Linked DNA regions of Zea mays: all the other regions are linked to region 3. A link is a contact called in public Hi-C data. All regions are on one chromosome and are shown on one strand. The core of a region is the stretch at or near the end of the contact, and the rest is flanking DNA. Distances in the headings are between cores, read along the strand shown. Region 1 has its middle 39 kb from the start of LOC100282026. Region 2 holds the start of LOC100277939. Region 3 holds the start of LOC100284264.

Evidence for each region. A called contact is a pair of places that touch in the nucleus more often than the background predicts.
Region 1: a contact with region 3 is called in a Hi-C map of leaf, with 5 times the contacts expected there. The contact joins the enhancer-like site here to the promoter of LOC100284264 in region 3. A contact is called at or near these places in 2 of 25 Hi-C or Micro-C datasets (leaf and tassel) and 1 of 3 datasets of contacts at active chromatin or transcription factors (leaf).
Region 2: a contact with region 3 is called in a Hi-C map of leaf, with 6 times the contacts expected there. The contact joins the promoter of LOC100277939 here to the promoter of LOC100284264 in region 3. A contact is called at or near these places in 3 of 25 Hi-C or Micro-C datasets (ear, leaf and tassel).

What each region holds. Positions count from the first base shown.
Region 1 is chr3:31,436,350-31,440,678 of Zm-B73-REFERENCE-NAM-5.0, forward strand. No RefSeq gene overlaps it. Among protein-coding and RNA genes, the nearest start is that of LOC100282026, 39 kb to the right of the region's middle. Within about 2 kb of position 1,477, at least 18 of the 20 cell types and tissues checked have an H3K27ac peak or open chromatin away from gene starts, as enhancers often do. A contact at or near this core is called in leaf and tassel, where this site is marked.
Region 2 is chr3:31,045,212-31,049,587 of Zm-B73-REFERENCE-NAM-5.0, forward strand. It overlaps LOC100277939, which reads left to right and starts at 1,644. Exons shown (of 1, transcript NM_001151379.2): 1 at 1,644-2,847. The coding sequence starts at 1,699. The coding sequence ends at 2,649.
Region 3 is chr3:31,192,279-31,197,246 of Zm-B73-REFERENCE-NAM-5.0, forward strand. LOC100284264 reads right to left here and starts at 2,588. Exons shown (of 3, transcript NM_001291675.1): 1 at 2,062-2,588. The coding sequence starts at 2,435.

The DNA.
Region 1 (4,329 bases), core at 227-2,726, 240 kb after region 3:
CGCTCGTCGTATTTGGAACAGGTCACCATCATTATGCGCGTTACTGCGCCCCCACATCCAGTCTCAAACGACTCTGTCTGATCATACGGTCATTTCTGGTGCAGATATAGATAAATAACTTTATAATAATTTATTTTACATCCACTAATTCAGCCACCGTTTCTCACGCTATAGGCGTACATTCGGGCCACCCGGCCTGGCCCAAGCCTGAAAAGGACCGTATTATTTGAATTTCGGGTCAGACCGACCCGTTTGAATTTCGGGCCGTGCCGGCCGGCCCACGGCCCGACCCGTAATTGCTCAAACGTGCCGGGCTCATTTCGGGCGGCCCGAAATTATAAAATCCCAAAATTCACATTAGGGCCCGAAATTCTATTTTTGGCTCGAAATTCAGTTGTTGGCCCGCAATTCACATCAGAGCCCGAAATTCAAAACAAATTTAATAAAACAAATAAAAGATAAGACAAATAAATTTGACCAAAAACAAACTTAATATTTGTATTAAGTTACTAGAGCTATGCAATGACTACATCGTTTACAAATCATTTTGTTAGAAAGAAAAAGAGTATAATCAGCTCTATATAAAGTTCGTAAGTTCAGTTTATTATCTAATGTTCATAACAAAAATAAAATTACATCACATACTCTAATTCAAAGCTATAAAAAACATCTAACTAACATTATCTCTAACTTTGTGTTCTTTATCAAGTACATGAAAGTGCAGAATGAAGTGTGATTTTAATAAATATATAGGCCTTTTCGTGCCTCTATATGGGTCATTTCGTGTCTGCCTTAAACGGGTCGTGCTCGTGCCCGCCCATGGGCCGCGACATCGGCCTAAACCCGGCCCGATATATCGGGCCGTGCGTGCCGTACCTGGGCCATGCTTTTTTCATGTTTCGGGCCAGCTCATCAGGCTTGGCCCAAATGTACAGCTATACCTCACGTTCAACTAAAGTTAACGCACGTGATAATTCAAAATGGAATAATGCGGGTAACCAATCATATGTCATGTGCGCCCGCCGCTACACCACCGATCCCAATTATTAGCTAGTAGTAGCCGTTTCGCACGTCGGATACTATTTTTGAAATGGCTATCGAGGAGTAGGTAGGATTTAGGGGCGGAAAGGAAAGGAAAGGTTGCTGCGTGCCTCAAAACGATTGTCAAGCGGACGGTTTGTTTGTTTGTATACCACATGCATGCTGGGGCTGGCCATTTGCAGCAGCACCAAGTAAACTCTGACGACCATTCAACTGCACACCAAAGGATACGGGAACAGACTAGCAGGAGGCTATCGATATCCACCAGAGAGACTAGCATGAATGAAGTAGACCGGACGTAGGGGAGTGCGCACAGGCACAGAGTATCTAATCGTACTATCTGAGATTCTGGCTCGCTGGGTGTGGTGTGGTGGGTCCGTCTGGTTACTCGTCACTGTCCCGCGGCAGCGGCACTAGAGCGCGGCGCGGGGCCATGTGCTTGGCTGGGGGCTAAGCTGTCGTCTCGTCATTGGAGAACATGGATCCCACGATTCCCGGTCAGGCGGACCCCGTGTGTCAAGTTGCGACCATTTTGGGGCATCCCGATGCCAAACGAGCTTAACCTTTTGCGGCATAGCCCTGCCCACCGCCCCGCGGGACACTCTAGTAGCACTGTGCAGGTGCCGGCGCCCGGCGGGTCGGGGTGTCTGCTAACTGCTAAGAGCTTGTTCAGTTTATGGATTGATTGGCGTAACTAAACAAGTCCTACCGGAAACCGCCGCACGCTTACGGTCCCAACCGCACTGGCGCACCTTCATTCCGCCCGCAAATCTGACCACCACGCCGCCGTCTCCTCCAACTATTGTCATCATCCACACGCCACAGTGGTGCCGTGCGGATGCAGTGCAGAACAGACAGCTACATCATGAGAGAGAAGAAATCGGCTCTAGACCTCAACCTCTCTTCTCGTGACCTGCTCCCTCGGCCCTCATTAATTTCTCCATGTCACGCTGTATCATAATATTTAACATATTCAGCCAAAATAACTTATAAGTGAAAAAATTGTAGAAACGCAACCCAATGAAAAAACAAAATGATACGGTGAATCAGTCATATGTTTTCGCGTACCACCAGCAACAATATATTCACCCATGCTCTTTTACCGATCAGCAGTATAAGTATCTCTATAGTATTTACATGTACGAGGATGAAACATATGACTAGCATCACACGACAGAAAAAAAAAGTATATATATATATATATATATATATATATATATATATATATATATATATATATATATATATGACCCATAATAATAATTTTTACCCTAAATGACCATTAGAGTTTTCATGGAATATACTATGAACAATCTCCCTACCTGCACTAGAGTCAACTATCTATACAACTATTCTAATCCGTTAAGTGTCTGCACTAGAGTCAACTATCTATACAACTATTCTAATCCGTTAAGTGTGTGATCCGTTAGGTTAACGTGTAGAGCCATTAGTTTGTCGATCGTTCTTGCTCACCTGAGTCCGGAGATGCCCTTGTCACACTGGGTTAGTGGCATCTGTACCATCTTGTGTCTTCACCTTACGTCACCACAGTTCACAACCATGGGACTCCTTTAGAAACCTGCTTTAGTAATCGAAAGTACGAATCCAAGACTATAGGTCATATGAGGTTAAACAAAATAATGTATTTCATCCCTGTGACTCGTGGGACCCGAGGCAAAAAAATGCCTTCCACCCCTACAGCTCGAACCTAAGAACTATCGTGCATAGCATTTTTACCCCCATCTACACAATATAAACATCAATGGATAAGATGTTTTTTTTAAAAAGTAACATGTTGAAGGATCTTTAGTCCCGTTAGTATTGAATATAGCTATGACTAATGTTGAGTTTGTGATCCAAATTCTGAAGAAGGCGGCTAAGTTGGCGAGCGAAGCGGAGCCCCCCCGCGGTACGGATCGTTTTAGGGTTTCACCTCTATAAATATCTTTGTAAGCTGCAGTAGATAACTATCTCTCAATTGTAAATCTCCTGCGATCTATAACCACCCGAAAATAGTGAGAAGTTGCCGGCCGGCGCCCGTGATTTTTTCCCCTTCACTTTAGAGGGGTTTTCCACATTAAATCTGTGTCTTCTCTGTGATTGATCCTATTTGTGTCGCATTCATTTATAACAAGTGGTATCGGAGCTTTGGTTGTTTGGTGATCGGTGTGCTAGGGTTTCCTGCCGGCGCACAGATGTCGACGACAATGAAGTACGATCTTCCGCTGCTGGATCTCGACACGCGTTTCTCGCTGTGGCAGGTGAAGATGCGGGCAATTCTCTCGCAATCTGATCGCGACCTGGATGATGCCCTAGATGGATTTGGCAACAAGGATGCCAGGACGTGGACTGATGAGGAGAGGCGCAAGGATCGTAAGGCGCTCGCACATATTCACCTTCATCTGTTTAACAATATTCTGCAGGAGGTTCTAGCGGAGAAAATTGTCACTGCTCTCTGGTTGAAGCTGGAGTCGATCTGTATGTCAAAGGATCTGACCAGCAAGATGCATGTCAAAATGAAGTTGTTCTCCCACAAGTTGCAGGAAGGAAGCTCCGTTCTGACGCACATATCGGTGTTTAAGGAGATCGTGGTCGATCTGACGTCTATGGAGGTAAAGTTTGATGATGAAGACCTAGCTCTTCTTCTCCTGTGTTCCCTCCCTGCATCGTTTAGCAATTTTCGAGATACCATCCTATACAGTCGTGATACTCTAACCGTGGCTGAAGTGTATGAAGCTTTGACTGCGAAAGAAAAGATGAGACAGATGGTTAACTCGGAAGATGCTGCTGGCTCGAGTGGAGAAGCTTTGTATGTCCGTGGCCGCACTGATCAGAAAAAGTCCAACTCAGGTAGCAAAGGAAAGGGGAAGAACCAGAGGGGTCTCTCCAAGTCAAGGGGGCCATCCGATGAATTATTTTGCAAATACTGCAAGAAGACGAACCATGTAATTGAGAACTGTTACAAACTGCAGAACAAGGAGAAGCGGAACAAGGAGAAGGGTAAGACTGGAGGTACTGTCTCTGTTGCATCCGAAACTAATTCTGATAATGGTGATGTTCTTATTGCCTTTGCTGGTTGTGCTGCTGATGATGCCCAATGGATCCTCGATTCTGCTTGCTCGTATCATGTTTGCACTAAAAAATCTCTGTTTAGTACCTATGAAGCTGTGCAGAACGGAGGTACTCTTCGGATGGGTGATAATTCCCCTTGCACTGTTGTTGGCATGGGCACCGTGCAGATCAAGATGTTCGATGGGATTGTACGCACATTGACTGAAGTACGGCATG
Region 2 (4,376 bases), core at 394-2,893, 150 kb before region 3:
CTGATAGCCCACTTCTTGAATCTTCTATCTTGTTTTCTTGGGCTCTTTTGGTCTTGTGTCTTGGACTTATGCTGAGTATTTGTAAGTCTTCTAGTGGTCTTTTATCTCTTTTTTTGAGGTGTTGCATCCTAAGAGCCTACGTCCAATACACTTCGCATCCTTTGAACTACAAAACACAAACACTTGAAACACATTAGTTCACTGGTTATGTTGTTCATTAAACACCAAAATCATTTAGTAAAATGGGTCAGGTTCCATTTTCCTTATAGGTTCATCCAAGTAAAGGCTAACATGTTTAGTAGGGCTAAATCCATCTAATGTTATATTTTTAGTATGTAAATAAATATATTAGCGGCTAATTTCGATTAGCGCTAAACAATGTATCTCTTAGATCCGGACCTCTCCAAACGCTATAGCCAACTAAATTGCTGCTATTAGTCGGCTATTTAGAACACTGCTAAGAAGTAGTTTAGGGAGGTAGATTGGTTTTTTACATACCTAAATGTTGGGCCAATGCAAATATTAAGGACCTCTTTGGCATAGCTTTTTGGGTGGCTTCGGCCTCGGCTCATTGTGAAGCCCTGCCAAACGATCACAAAAAAGGCTTCTCGTCGAGAGCCCTGCAAGAGATGGAGTCATTTTCTTGTTGGGAGCTAGAGCACAAAAACCTGGCTTCTACTGGCTCCTACATTTTTCTCATACACCATTCAAAAGAAACACAAAAGAATCTATTTTGCCAAATAAATTGCAAAACGGCTCTGGCTCCTCTAGAGAAGCCAATGATTTAGATTGGAGCTATTTTCAGAGGAGCCTAACATTTGTTGGGTTCAATGTATAGCTGTACATTTGGACCGAAGCACGAAAAAGTATGACCTGGGCATGACACATGCAAAATATTTTAGTGTCGGTCGGCCCAGCCCACGGGTAGGCACAACCCGTTTCAGATAGACACGAAATGGTCCATCATATAGAGGCACGAAAATGCCAATATATTCATTAAAACCACACTTTATTCCACACTTTCATGTATTTGATAAAGAAGGCAACGCTAAATATGATATTTGTTAGATGTTTTTTGCAGCTTTGAATTAGAGAATATGACGTAATTTTACTTTTGTTATGAACATTAGACAATGAACTAAACTTACGAACTCTATCTGGAGCTGGTTATACTCTTTTTCTTTTCTAACAAAGGGTTTTTTAACGAGGTAGTCATTGCACAACTTTAGTAACTTAATAGAAACATTAAGTTTTCTTTTGGTCAAATTTGTTTATCTTATCTGGTATTTTTTTATTAAACTTGTGTGAATTTCGGGCTTAATGTAATTTTTTTGAGACAGAAAATGAATTTTAGGTCGTCCGAAATAAGTTCGACATATTTAAACAATCACATAGCCCGATATCTGAATCAATGGACCGGCCACGATATAACCCAAAATAATCACGAGTTGTGTTGAACCAAAATTCAAACCGGGTTTTTTTGGGCTCGGGCCGAGAATGTACACGTATAGTTCAATGTAAAGTGTGATCTCTGCGGCTGACTCATGGGCCAGTTCGGCACGCCCAAGTCCAGTCCAGAGTCTTCTAAATCCTGATCAGCAGCAGCCGAGCAGAAAGGAGGCGCGGCCTGCCGAATTCTCCTCGTCCTAAAAAACCCTAACCCCAACTCCCCACACTCGTCTCGCCGGGGGCGGCGCGATGAGGGCTATCACCGGCGGCGTCGTCTCCTCCCAGCCCTGTCCCCTCCACAAGGCCGCCCTCTTCCTCAAACGCTTCACCGAGTCTGCCGCCTCCCACCTACCCTCCTCCGACTGCTGTAACTACCTCCGCAACGCCGCCGACGCCACAACACAGCTCAGCCGCTTCCGCAAGGAACTCGGCGGCAGCCACAAGCAGGGTGCCGCCAACTCCGATGCCCACTACTATGATGATCCGGTGAAGGGCAATAGAAATCACGAAGATCAGGAGAGCAAAGGGGACATGGCGATTGCCGCTGATGATTCCAACCGCGATTCTGCCGCTGAGGCGAAGCTAGATGTTGCCTCCGGTAAGAAGGGCAATAAGAAGAAGAATGGGGATCCACTGGAGGATAGAGCGGTTGCCCGTGCTAACTCGCACATCCCCCCTTCACCAGAAATTGCCACTGAGAAGAGGAAGAAGAATCATCCGAATAAGGAAATCATCGTCGATGTGAAGCAGGAGCCTAACTCCCACATTCTCCCTTCACCAGAAATTGCCACTGAGAAGAGTAAGAAGAAGAGTCGTCCGAATAAGGAAATCATCGTCGATGTGAAGCAGGAGCCTAGTTTTGTGGTGGAAGAAGAGCTGGTGAGTGAAAAGAAGAGCAAGAAGAAAAAAGAGAAGGATCATGTGAAACTGGAGGAGAATGTGAATGAGGTGGAAGAGAAAATTGTCAATGACAGTGCAGCAGAACAAAGAGTTGCCATAACTGAGAGGGAAAGGAAGAAAAAGAAGCATAAACAAGAGGAATGCACTGAGGTTGTGAAGGAGAAGAAAATCACTGATGGTGATCTAGACCGAGAGAAGAAGAGGAAAAAGAAGAGGGATAGAGGTGACAATTATGACAATGCTCCAGAGCAGGTAGAACATATAAATAAGAAGCAAAAGAAGCATCTGGGGATTAGTTAGGAGAATCCTTACTCATTGGAGATGTATGGGAGTTTGTGACTGGTGAGGTTCCTGATGTTGTATTTTGGGCTTGAATTTGATTACTACTATGGCTGTGTTCTTTTGGCTACTACGCCAGACTCCACAGTTTTGTTCTGTAAAACATCCAATTTATATGTTATGGCCATGAGGCCCAAGCAATGATATTGAATTGTTACTTCAAATGCTCTGGATTTCATGTTATATCCTGTCATTAGAATTGTCAATTGTACCTAAGAGAAAACAGGGCACAGCAAATTATACACACGAAATTTAACATTTTATTGATAACGCAGCACGCCCACGCTGAAACAGTTCTTTATGTTTTCATTGACTGTTAACATTGAAGCAGTTTTGTGGGTTTTAATTGACTGTTGATCTCATATTTGGAAGTTGGAACTATTATGCTTTGTACCAATTAGACTAGCGATGTGAACTGAAAGGCTCACAACAGAAGCTATTGTTTTGCAGCATTAACTTGCTGTAAATTTGCTCTGTCGTCCATTGGGCACCTTATGTTGTGCATAAAATTCTTGAAAGTTCTAGTTGAAGCGTAAAGACAACTCTCATCGTTGCTGCCTTGGCATATATTACCTTCGTTCTCAAATATTTGTTGTCCGCTAGTTTATTTTTGAACTAAACCGCGACAAATAAAAAAGAACGGAGGGAGTATTCATTAATATATGGTTACTTCGGTTGTGTTATCTTTCAAAGATTGGCAAATTTGTGCTATCCATGATGGTGTATGATTCACAGAATATAGAATATGTGAGTGGTCTTGTGTGTTTTTCCTTTGCACCAATCACATGCTGACAATCTCAAATGATATTTCAGTATGAACACATTGTATTTAGATTATGTTGTAAAATAATCTCACCTGTCATTCAACTTTGAATTTTCTTATCGGGTAATGGCGTTTGTTTGTTGTAACTGTCTAACTGAAATAATTTATACCAAGACTGTTGCTTGCATTCTTAACCATGGTAACTCACGAACGTTTGAATGTTTAGTGGAATTGTGCTTTTGGCTTCTGATTGCTGAAACCTTCATGGCTTCATCTGTCAATTCGAAATTTGATAGTATCTACATGTTTGCATTGCTATTGATCTAATCTGTGTCCAACTATATGCAGGAGCATTTAAGAAGCGCTGAGTGGGTAACCGGGTGCCGCCTAGTGCCTAGGCCTTCGTACATTTGGCTTATTAATGCACGAAAGGTAGAAAAACATACGTAAAAAATAGAGATATCAATAGACAAAACTGAGAGAAGTGTGCCTAGCACTATGCCACTATGCAAGGTGGTGATGCTTGCTCTTCCTAGTGCAGTAGTGCCTGTGCGCTGTTTTTGTTTTTTTTTTGAACAAACATATATATGACCAACTTGATTGAGCAGAAATGCATAGGCTGTAATTGTTCTGATAGGAAATTGCAGCGGACAGACTACCAGAGATTGGCTTTGACATAACCGATCCCTTGCAAAGACACTTACGAGTTTTCTATTTGCACAGTTTTCCTTTATTTATTTGACACATGGTATAATTTATACTGTTACTTTTGTTTTGAGTTATAGTGATCACTGAGGTTGCTCAGGGTACAAAAGTATCTTTGCAGATGAAAAACAGTGAAGAAGAGCGAGTGGCTGGTTTTTTCAATAGATTCCTTCTATGCTAATGTCTCATTCTATTGTGTCATTGTGTGGTATTTGGAATG
Region 3 (4,968 bases), core at 1,338-3,837:
CAGCCTGGGTAGACGTGAGCAGTCAGCCAGTCCTTTAAATGCTGTCTGGGAGGCCAAAAGCCATTTTAGTCTTAAAACAGCAGCTGAGCAGCAGCAGCCTTCTTCGCCATTTTAGTCGCGAAAAACAGCAGCTGAGCAGTCTTCGTAGTAGAACACAAGGTCTGCACTTTTCGCGACACACTGATATACCTACAGCAGCAGCCTTGTGTTCTTCGTATTTCTTAAGATAAAAGTCTCCGTAGAAGGTGAGCAGTCCAACCGAAGATGAGCAGCTCTTCTGAAGGTATGGATGTTGTGCAGCTTTTGCTTGTTATGGACTATTTAAGTATTTATACTGCTACAAGCCTCTATACTATATAATTATATATCTATATATAGTGTTATATATGACTATATATATATATATATATATATATATATATATATATATGTCCTGGAATACACAGGACGACCAGGGGGACGATTAAGGTCGATCAGGGGTGACTAATCGCCCTGATCGACGCCTAATCGCGACTAATCGTCTGATTGCCCAGTGGCTTCGATCAGGCGATCTGAAAACTATGAGTGGGACCACGTCAAACTTGGGATAAAATGAATTTTACCTGAAGAGCTCACAGAAATATAAATGATACAAACTATGTCGGGTTATGATGCAAGTCATGTTTTTAGCTGTGACATCAGTAAGTCCATCCCATGCGTGCTTAGCTATAGAGACCTCCACAGAACCACCCCCAGAAAATGATATTGCAAAGAAATGTCACAAAACATAACTTAAAACCCACTACAACAAGCACATAGGTAGTGCATAGACAAAGGATCAGACAGCTAAGGTGGTAACAAGGCAATGAAATTATGGATTTTTGAATGTGTGTGATCTGTACTCTGACCAGCTATATTGTATGGCTTCCAATTGGAGGAACTAAAACTATATTATGCACTGATCAGCTCACCAATAATGATGAGCCAGATATATTATTAACGAGAAAAGAATGTGAGTGATTCTGCAAGAATAACCAAAACTTTTCAAAAAGTTGGACAAATTCAGAGAGACACCATTAAAAATACATATATTTCAATCAAAATGAAATATGAAGGCACTTGAGAGTTCAGACTAATTCTAATTTCAACTTTCAAGGAAGAAAGCCCCAATATCTATCTTTTTCTTGTGGTACTACACCATTGGATGAGCTTATTTTCCCATATCATCCACTGGAATCCCGAAACATATATGGTGCACCTGGAAGGACACAACATGCCTTGAGTGGGTTCATTCAGGGATTTGGCTGTGGTTTGGGAGATAACTGACAGGTTACACAGCTTGGTTGGGTTGCTGGCGGATACATAAATCAAGAGTTCAGCATTAATCCACACATATTAGCAATGACTTGTACCTAATTCCATGGCACGCTGACTTGGAATTAGACAACCTTAATCAGGTGACACGCAAGCTTCCGGACAGAAATTTAACGCATGTTTGTGATTGTGCAGGCATTTTATTTTCTTGCTAAAGAGACATATGGAAAGACAACAACTGGTGATTTAGCGCCATCTGTAAAGATGGCAAAATTTTACATGTACCTAGTTTGACAGGTAGTCTACCAGCTGAGAGTTTTCACTAGCTAGCTTATGATCAATCAAAACAGAATGAACTGCACGACTGTCATGTTTCTATTGATGATGGATACATTGACAAAACTACAAGAGCATCAGCTTGCCATAGTCAGTTGACTTATGTGCAAAAATATAAGACTTACTGCGGGGAGGGGTCAGAAGTAGCTGAGCAACAATGCCTCGAAAGTTGAGGCAGACTCGTAACCGGTTTGCGAGATGCAAATTGACTTAATTTTGCCTGGATTAGGAGTACTAGTACCTAGCTATAAATACGACATGACGGCAAGAACTAAACTAGCGAGACCGATCCGATCGCCCCCTTCCAGTACGTAAATACATACAAGCACAACACCGGAGCGAATCAATCCAGCTGACCAGAGATAGTAAGAAGGCCAGACGGATCTGGCGAGGTGGAGATGCAGATCTGGGGGCGAGGACAAGAGATCTGACCAGAACTTGAACTCGGGGAGACGCCTGATGAAGGGCTTGAACTCGTCAGACCCCCGGGTGGGCAGCGCCGGCCCCTCGGCGGCGGCGGAGGGGTCGAGCTCGGGGTCGACCATGGGGGAGAGGAAACCGATGAGGAGGTTGAGGAGGTAGATCCCAAGCCCGTAGGTGACGATGTAGAAGCCCTGCGCCATGTAGACCCGCAGCGCGTAGATTGCCGCGGCGGCGAGCGTGCCGAGCCACCGCCCAGTGGCGTGAGGCGTGGAGCGGTCCAGGTAGTACTGGAACGACCGCGACGCGTCGCTCCGCCACTTGGCCGCCGCCGCCACGGCGCCACCGGAGCCGGCGCCGGCGCCGGACGAGTCGCCGCCCTCCATCGGATCGGATGGCGGCGGGGTTGGGATGGAACCCTGGCCTAGTCAAGAGGCGAGGGGAGGTTGGAGAAGAAGAGGCGACTTTGGTTCGGCTCGGCTCTTCCGGTTGAAAGTCGGTGCAGTTACTTGCAGCTCGGCGTCCGCTCGGTTCTCAAGGATGGGAACGGGACGGGCATCGCGTCACCGTTGCCATGGGCATATACCGTCGTTCGTCCATTCAGGATTCTTTCTGCACTGATTCAGGATTCTTTCCAAATCCATTCCCCGTTTCAGCACCGTTTAATTTAATGGGACAAATTTATTCTCATTCCCGTCTCTATGGATCCCCGTTTAGGGCATGTTGGACCAAAGTCTTTTAAAGCCATGGTTTTTAAATATGTTTAAAATTGTTATGACACAAATAGTATAGTTTTAAAATACTATGTTTTTCACAGTTTTTATTAAAACCGGTGCTTATTTGGTTCCAAAGTTTAGAAATGCAGTATTTAATGCGGGAGGAGCGAACGGTGGGTGGCCGGACCATCGTGGTAGGGGCTGGCGACGAAAGAAACCAAGGAAAACTGAGGTCTAGATCTTAGTATCCAAAACTTCAAAAATATCACAGTTTAAAGTAAATCATTGTCGGCGTTTCGAGACCGGGGTCCCTAAGCCAACGAGTGAAATGTCGCCGCGTGCCCCAGCCCAGATGGGTCGACGCGAGGCCGAGCGCGAAGGGGGAGTGAGGTGGCCGGAGATGGGCGTGAGAGAGGTGGAAATCCCGCGGCCTTCGTGTTCGTCCCGCGCCCAGATCGGGTGCGCTTGCAGTAGGGGTTACAAGCGTCCACACGGGAGAGGGAGCGAGCGGCCTCACGCGAGCGCCTGTCTCGTCCTCGTCCCCGCGCGGCCAACCCCCTCTAAAAGGGCCCTGGTCCTTCCTTTTATAGGCGTAAGGACAGGATCCAGGTGTACAATGGGGGGTGTAGCAGAGTGCTACGTGTCTAGCGGAGGAGAGCTAGCGCCCTAAGTACATGTCGTTGTGGCAGCCGGAGAGATTTTGGCACCCAGCTGGTGTGATGTCGTGGCCGTCGGAGGAGCGCTGGAGCCTGGCGGAGGGACAGCTGTCGGAGCTGTTGAGTCCTTGCTGACGTCCTCTTGCTTCTGTAAGGGGGCTGAGAGCCGCTGTCGTCACGGAGTATGCGGGGCGCCATCATTGCCTATCTGGCGGAGCGAGCCAGATGGGACGCCGGTCTTGTTCCTCGTGGCCCGAGTCAGCTTGGGGTAGGGTGATGATGGCGCCTCCTGTTGACGTGGCTGGTCTGCGCCCTAGGTTGGGCGAGGTGGAAGCTCCTCCGAAGCCGAGGTCGAGTCTGTCTTCCGTGGCCGAGGTCGAGTCCGAGCCCCTGGGTCGGGCGAGGCGGAGACCGTCGGCCGAGGTCAGGGCGGAGTCCGAGCCCTGGGGTCGGGCGGAGCGGAGTTCGTCGTCTTCTGGGGCTGAGCCCAAGTCCGAGCCCTGGGTCGGGCGGAGCGGAGTTCGTCGTCTTCCAGGACTTAGCCCGAGTCCGAGCCTTGGGTCGGGCGGAGCAGAGTTCGTCGTCTTCCGGGACTTAGCCCGAATCCGAGCCCTGGGTCGGGCGAAGCGGAGCTTCCTATGGTGCCTGCGGCCGGGCCTGACTGCCTGTCAGCCTCACTCTGTCAAGTGGCACCGCAGTCGGAGCGGCGCAGGCGGCGCTGTCTTTCTGTCAGGCCGGTCAGTGGAGCGGCGAAGCGACGGCGGTCACTTCGGCTCCGTCGGCTGAAGGGCGCGCGTCAGGATAAAGGCGTCAGGCTGCCTTTGCATTAAATGCTCCTGCGATTTGGTCGGTCGGCACGGCGATTTGGTCAGGGTTGCTTCTTGGCGAAGACAAGGCCTCGGGCGAGCCGGAAATACGTTAGCCGCTGGAGGGGGGCCTCGGGCGAGGCGGAGATCCTCCGGGGTCAGTTGCCCTTGTCCGAGGCTAGGCTTGGGCGAGGCGTGATCGTGTCCCTCGAATGGACCGATCCCTGACTTAATCGCACCCATCAGGCCTTTGCAGCTTTATGCTGATAGGGGTTACCAGCTGAGAATTAGGAGCAATGAGGGTACCCCTAATTATGGTCCCCGACAGTAGCCCCCGAGCCTCGAAGGGAGTGTTAGCACTCGCTTGGAGGCTTTCGTCGCACTTTTTTGCAAGGGGACCAGCCTTTCTCGGTTGCGTTTTGTTCCAGGTCGGCGATGAGGGCCTCGGACTCGGCGAGGGCCTCGGCGTACTCCACGCACTCCACGTCGCATTCGAACGCGTGTTTGTACGTGGGGCCGACGGTGATGACCCCGTTGGGGCCCGACATCTTGAGCTTCAGGTAGGTGTAGTTGGGGACGGCCATGAACTTCGCGTAGCATGGCCTCCCAAGTACCGCGTGGTAGGTTCCTCGGAACCCGACCACCTCGAACGTCAGGGTCTCCCTTCGGAAGTTGGAGGGTGTTCCGAAGCAGACGGGAAGGTCGAGTTGTCCGAGGGGCTGGACGCGCTTCCCGGGGATG